2 separate regions of the Mus musculus genome follow, and region 1 is linked to region 2. A link is a contact called in public HiChIP or PLAC-seq data. All regions are on one chromosome and are shown on one strand. The core of a region is the stretch at or near the end of the contact, and the rest is flanking DNA. Distances in the headings are between cores, read along the strand shown. Region 1 holds the start of Slc2a2 (solute carrier family 2 (facilitated glucose transporter), member 2). Region 2 overlaps Tnik (TRAF2 and NCK interacting kinase).

Region 1 (3,639 bases), core at 385-2,884, 140 kb after region 2:
CTCTCTCTCTCTCTCGATCTCCCTCCCTCTCTTATGCCACCACACCAGCACTGTGCCGAGTAAGCGAGTCCAGCTCTGAGAAGTGCTGAGCAGTTCTTGGCACGGAAGGGAACGCTATAAAGATTAATGTCACTGCTATTAGCCCTTTCCATGCCTGCCTTCTAAGACATTGCACGCTGTGTCCCCACTTCAGTGTAAAGTCCTGGCAGGAGGTGACTGGGTCTCATTGGTGATAAGTTAGAGCATACAACCATGCTGAGCTCTGCTGAAGTTTGGGCTTTGAACTTAGTTGTTTGCCTCCCGTGTTGTCACCTTACAGAAATGTGGACACACATTAAAAACAACAAAAATCTAGGCATGGCCTGACAGTGCCTATAATCCCTGCACTGGAGTGGATCCGTTGGCCTGTCAGCTTGCCCACACGTATGGCTTTCAGAGTCTCTGAGGTCCTGTCGCAAATAGAGACAGGATAATAGGGTAATAGAGGAAGACTCTCAATACTGATTCCTGGCCTTCACACAGAGGAGTACACATATAACACATATACAGAGAGACAGACAGAGAGAGAGAGACAGAGAATGAATGAATGGATGAATGAATGAATGAGAAGAGATGGGAAAACGTCAGACTAATTAAACCCAGTTTCCTTCCGACCTTCATGTTCCTGTCATTTGGCCACCGGTTCTTACATTTCCTCTGCTGTAAACTGGCTCCATCCAGATGGACTGTGTGGATGGCAGTGACCACAGCTGGCAGTCCCAGGGAAGCTACCCAAACTTTGGTATCTCCCCCAGTATTTTTGTATCAGATGCCACAGGGGATTCCTAGGAAGAAACAGGGTCAAGACACGTAAGCAGAATTCACTGGAAAGCCAAGGCTATAGCAAGCACACTACGGCTCCCAACCAGGCTCTCTATGTGTAGCCAAGGCTATCCTACAACTCTCATGTGATCCAGTGAGTCTCCAATGCACAGCCTCCCCAGTTAGAGCATTATAGATGTGCGCCACCGCATCTGGCTCCGCACTCTCATCTTGAGATACACTGACTTAATAATAACAGTAGAAAGCACATTGCCACTATCTACTGAGAACTTTTTCTGTGCCAAACATTTATCACGTTATTTCCCTTAATCCCCTCAACAAAACAAAATGAGTGTGCTATCTTCCCTATTTTATCAGGCCAAAAATCAAACAGTAGAAACCTAAGACACAGAAAAGTCACAGGGTTTGACTCGCTTAAGTTCATCCTCACTAAAATGCTGTGATTCCAACCCCAGTGCAGATCCCTCCACACCTCACACAGATAACCGATGCTGCCACACTCTGTGGCCACAGAGCCCACAGAACTAATTTTCTGCAGAACAAACTGCTCTGTGCCCTCCCAACTTTGTCTTCCCGACACCACTGCATGCCTCGGCTTCCACAAAAGACCCCACAGGCTGCCCCTCTCAGCTGTCCCTGTCCCATTTCTGCCACACTTATCAGGCTGAAAATGGGTCTGTCTCTGGTTTGTAACTTATACTTATGAGACCTGCTACTGTGCTCAAGCCACAAGTCATTGGGGTAAAGGGTGTATTGATTGGATTACCATCAATACTCAGCTTCTGTTAAAAAGGTCAGAACTACCTCTCTTTGCTCCTCCTCCTCCTACAATGTATAACCAGGTAGAGTGAGCACTCTGGCTGGTCAGCTATTCATCCACATTCAGTACAGGACCTGGATTAAGAGGACAATTCCACACACACACAATGTCAGAAGACAAGGTACAGCGACCTTGGGGTCCTTTGGCTTTGGTTTTGAGGAGGTTGGGAATCTATTTAAGGCAGTGAACTTATACGCTGGCACTGGATGCAGTTACCACAGGTCCAGGCTACCTCTTTGCTTGGTCAATTACTAATCCTTTTGGCTACTAAGCAAATTCCATGTTCTTATTCAGTAATCGGACTTTTCAGGATATTTGCTGTTTTGAATAGCTATTGTAAGAATGTACCTACCACCCCCACGATCTGGGGAAAGTTAACAGGACTCAAATCATGAAAGTGGATCTGGAATGTTCAAAAAATGTCCAGGAATGAAAGGTAGTTCTAGATTCAGAGACTGAGAACTGATTGTTGCAGGCGACCTTGGACCATGGGAAGAAGAAGAAATGATCGGATGAAGCACCATCTGGGGGACTATGACCTTGGGCTGACTCTTAGCTAATACTAGCATAGCCTGTGTTGTATTCATGGCTGTGACAGCATTGCAATCAGACAGGGATTTTTGCCTTTGTTCTTAAGGAGAGTACCAGTTGAAGTCGTTAGGAATGAGGTGACACAATTAACCTGCAGCTTAATTTTAAATGGTTCAGCCAAACCAATACGCGTTAAGAAACCAATGTGGTGAGTGTTAGGTAATTACTGGGGAGCAAAGTGAAGGCTGTGGGGTTTTCATTTTCCTGGTATTTCAATGTCTCTGTAGATAGAAGGCTTTTTCAAATAAAACCTTCAAAAGAATGTGTCATTCTTCTGCGCTTACAAGTTCTCCCCAACCCCTGCATACGGCAATGGTGTAGACGTTGATAAATCTTCACCCCTGTTAAGATTCTCGTACACTGACCTGGTGAGGCTGTGCGGAGTGCTCTTTTGTGAGGGACACCACGTATTGTGGAATCAGCCAGGCTCGGGGGTGGGTTCTAATGCTGTGTGTGCTGCTGAGACTCGGACTAGATCAATTGGCCTTTGTGTTTTCTACACTGTGCTAACATAAGGACTCCTGGTGTATGACACGGGCAATCTGGGCTTTCTTTTAGTGATCTGTGAATGAAGTGATCTCTTCGGAGCTCAGAGTCAGTAAAAGACAACATGAGGAAGGCTTAGAGGGCAAATGTTTAAATGTCAGTTATGTATTTGTACAATGCATATTTAAAGAATGACCGAGAAATAGAGATTCTGTGAGTACTATAGCTCAGGATAAAGCTATAGCAGGGAGAACTGTAATGATGATTCACTAACGAAGAACCTGAAATTAGTAAGTACAGGGATGCTGTACAGAGTCGGCAGCTATGGAAAGGCAGCCCTCGTAGGCCTGACGTCTAGACGATGTCAAGAGGAAGGGACGGTGCTTAACAGCACCAGCCCAGGAAGGATGCTCAGGCTCTGCAACTTCCCTGTACTTTAGAGACTAAAGAAAAGCTTTCTTCGAAGAGCTAGGGAACCGTCTAAGGAGAGAGCACAGAGAGTGTGGGGATTGCCATAAAGAACAGCATATTCAGCTCAAGTTTAAGGGCTTAGGCAGGGGGTGGTGCTCAGGAGAGTTAGAGTGTCAGCATAGACAACTCCTTGATGCACAGAAAGTTCAAACAAGGGGTGCTCTCTAAGTTCTCCATTTCTTCTGTTGGAAAATGGAGGTGCCAGATACACACACTATGGCTTAAGTTCCCTTGCAACTGAAAACCCTGCAGTGTGAGGCATAGCTGGCCTTTTTCTAAGTTGGATGTGGACTCACCTTTGGCCTGGCTTTTGGAAGCACGTGGAGGCAAATCATATGCTTTCCTAGTCAATCAGTCATCACTGCAAAGTCCATTCTTTCATTTAGCAGTGGGAGTTTAACTGTTCCCTGCTGGGGTATCTGCCCCCGACTGGATAACCTTCCCTGAGC
Region 2 (3,264 bases), core at 340-2,839:
ATTAAACATATTGATTCCTTGGTCACAGCAACTTAGAAAATAAGTGAGCACTTCTTTAAAGACATGGGAGTTTGTTTTGGGGTCATTCTTGGTGGAAATGGGGCCCTGCTATGTAGTCCAGGTTGTCCCCAAATTCACTATATAACTTATAGCCTCAAACTCATGGTGATCCTCCTGCCTCAACCTTCCAAGTTGCTAGGAGTATGGGAATGTGCCAGCACACTAGACTTGAGGGTATGTTTTAAGTGAGCAACATTTTCTCTTCAAATGATGCCTATAAAAAGGATAGAGACGTATTACTGGCTCTGCAAGCTCTGTGCCTTATCTCTGTCCTTTGGACAGAGGTCGTTCCCTCCAGCAGAGCTCTGAAAAGGGAGATCTTGTAGCCAGTTCTTTTAATGGAACACTGCTGGAGCACTGTTCTGCCCGTAGAGTTTAAGGTTTTTCTGGCTCTTTTTTTTTTTTTTTTTTTTTTGGTTGTTTTGTTTTTACATGTCAGTGTTTGAAAAACGAATGCACAGTCTATTGAGGTCTGGATCTCATTTTTCAAATTGGATGTGATTGCTTTTATTTATCACCCTCTAATTAATAGTGGAGCACTTTACAATAAAAAATCAGCACTCCCTCCTAGCCGCCAGTGAGAGAGCACTCATGTTCCCTGTGAATATTTTATAGCTGTCTTACGTTAGTCTGGTTTTCAATGGTTTTGATGCTGGTTTCTTACTCAGAGCAGCACATGGCATTTGCCAGGTTTGCCGATGTTGTTTTGAGGTTCCTGTCATATAGTTTCCAGTTCATTCCTTAGATGAGTCATTTATCCCACTTTTTTCTTTTTAGTTGATTGGTTTGGGAAAGAGAATCATACTACTCCTTGCAACAAATCGCTCCCTTTCTTGCATTATTTTATGTACACATATAATATATATTAACTATTTATTTATTCTCTCTGTATATCTGTATGTCTGTCTGTATGTGTGTGTCTGTGTCTGTGTGTGTGTGTGTCTATGTGCGTGTATGTATGTGTGTGTGCAGTCAAGCACATGTTACAGTACAGACATAGAGATCAGAGGACAACTGTCAGGAGTTGGTTCTCTCCTTCCATCTTGTCGATGCAGGGTCTCTCTTGATGCTTCTGCCTTGCTATGTACTCCAAGATGGCTGTCCCTGAGCCTCCAGACTTCCTTAAGTCTCCCTTTGGGGACTAGGATAACAGATGCTAACAGTCCCACAGCCTTCTGACTTGGGTCTGGGATTGAACCCAGGTTGTCACGTTTGTACATGACCTTACCTGCTGAGCCTTCTCCCCAACCCTCTCTTGACCTTGGATGCTGGAAGACACGCCGCTCATGGGGTTCTATGCGATGAAGATACTTCCTCAACCCTGAAATACATATGTTTCTGGGAAACGCTCCTGTCAGGGAATATGACAAAGTCTTCTTTTGGAGGTGGATGGATGGGGGGAAATCCATAGTACATCCACAAGAGGGCAACAGAGAGCAAAACCTGGCTCCCTTCAGAGTAGGCAGGGCGCTCCGTTGTCTGGGGTTCCACTGAGATCTTGGGTGGAGAATCACTGAGGTCCCTGTGGCGAGCCTTGGAAAGGCACACACACTGGGAAGCTGGGAAGTTAATTACTTCCAACTCTGGATAACTTCTTGGAACTTTCAGCAAGGACACACATGCTCTATCCATAAATCCAGGCTAAAGTCCACAGTAACTGCTGCTGCACTGTGGCCCTGCCTGCCCTGGCTGCTGTGGTATCTGCCTCCAGGGCTTCCCAGCTTCCAGAACACTTTAGCATAGGCTTTATCTAGAAAGAAATTGGGCCTTCAGGGGAGTGGGGATTAGTTAAGTGTAGGAGCTAAAATACCACAGCTAAATCTCCAAGTCCTTATCTTGGTGGCCATCTTTCCCTCATCGTCGACTAGAAAACAGAATTCAGAAGCAACTGTAAGGTTGCTATTTAGACATTTGGCCCAGGCAGGTGTGGTGGTGCACACTTTTAATCCGAGTACTTAGGAGGCAAAGGCAAGCAGATCTCTGAGCTCAAGGCCAGCATGGTCTGCAAAGAGAGTTCCAGGACAGCCAGGACTGTTACACAGAGAAACCCTTTCTCAAGAAACAAAACAAAACAAAACAAAGCAAAGCAAAGCAAAGCAAAGCAAAGCAAAGCAAAGCAAAGCAAAACAAAACAAACAAAATTACTCCGATCTGTGTTCTTTTTATCATATGAGAATCTTGTTCATTTCCATGAGGCAGCTGCCTCACCCCTCCTTCCTCTGTTTTCCACACTCTGGCTGGTGTTTCATGCCTGATGGACGCTGCTCACTGTAGTGTTCCCTGGCGTATAGTACTCCCAACTCCCTGATTATACTGACTCGGCACCCGTCTGAGTCACCCTCTTCACACTGAGAATGTGGTCCTCCCGAGTCTGTAAAGCCTCAGTTGCCTCACTCTAGAGTGCTTGCCTGTCTTCTTCCCTTCACAGGTCATTGTCCTCTTGGTTCCTTCTGTGCAAGCTTGTGTTCCAGTATGGAAACGTTTCCATGTGTATAACTACTGTATGTTATCTTGTGTCTATGTCAATGGTGGTCACACCCTCGAACTTCACTGTGCTGATAGGCTGAGAGATGATCTGTGATTTGTTGGTTCCCCGTGCTCATCAGATGGACCATTCTCTCTCTCTCTCTCTCTCTCTCTCTCTCTCTCTCTCTCTGGTCACATTTCAAAAGGTGTATTTATTTGCTTTTCTTTTAGGTTAGCATTCTATCAGTGAATTCATCTCTTTTGTCTGGCAGGTCAAAAAAATTCCAGTCATTTATCGAGAGCTGCTTGGTAAAGAATCACAGCCAGCGGCCAGCCACGGAGCAGTTGATGAAGCACCCATTCATACGAGACCAACCTAATGAGAGGCAGGTCCGCATCCAGCTGAAGGACCACATTGATCGAACAAAGAAGAAGCGAGGAGAAAAAGGTTAGTTGCCTGTTTGTATTTCAGAGCAAGAAACAAAAGGCAGTTCACTGTGGGCTCTTGGTATATTTGGAGGTGACTGGAGAGTTCCTCATAGGCTGCATTATTCTTTCGTGTGAAATCTGCCTGTTAGGTCAGAGCCGGGGGAATGAGTGAAAAGAAATTACCAATCTCCTTGGAAAAATTCGACCTGTGAGCCATATTTCTTTTAGGCACCAAACAAAGCCATGATGGGTGATACTATGAAGCACTGTAGACGACAAGTGACTTCAAATGAATATTCATGTTCCAAA

What was found. HiChIP or PLAC-seq counts read pairs in DNA pulled down with a chosen protein or histone mark.
Region 1: a contact with region 2 is called in an H3K4me3 HiChIP or PLAC-seq map of intestinal crypt epithelium, with 8 times the contacts expected there. The contact joins the promoter of Slc2a2 here to the enhancer-like site in region 2. A contact is called at or near these places in 3 of 39 promoter capture datasets (embryonic stem cells, liver and stem cell-derived epiblast-like cells), 5 of 484 Hi-C or Micro-C datasets (embryonic stem cells, liver and palatal mesenchyme), 2 of 115 datasets of contacts at active chromatin or transcription factors (intestinal crypt epithelium and kidney) and 1 of 9 other capture datasets (embryonic stem cells).

Annotation. Positions count from the first base shown.
Region 1 is chr3:28,696,269-28,699,907 of GRCm38.p6, forward strand. It overlaps Slc2a2 (solute carrier family 2 (facilitated glucose transporter), member 2), which reads left to right and starts at 1,635. Exons shown (of 11, transcript NM_031197.2): 1 at 1,635-1,763. The coding sequence starts at 1,749.
Region 2 is chr3:28,561,277-28,564,540 of GRCm38.p6, forward strand. Tnik (TRAF2 and NCK interacting kinase) reads left to right here. Exons shown (of 33, transcript NM_026910.1): 10 at 2,799-2,974. Among named protein-coding and RNA genes, the nearest start is that of Gm52603, 120 kb to the right of the region's middle. Within about 2 kb of position 1,590, at least 16 of the 459 cell types and tissues checked have an H3K27ac peak or open chromatin away from gene starts, as enhancers often do. A contact at or near this core is called in intestinal crypt epithelium, where this site is marked.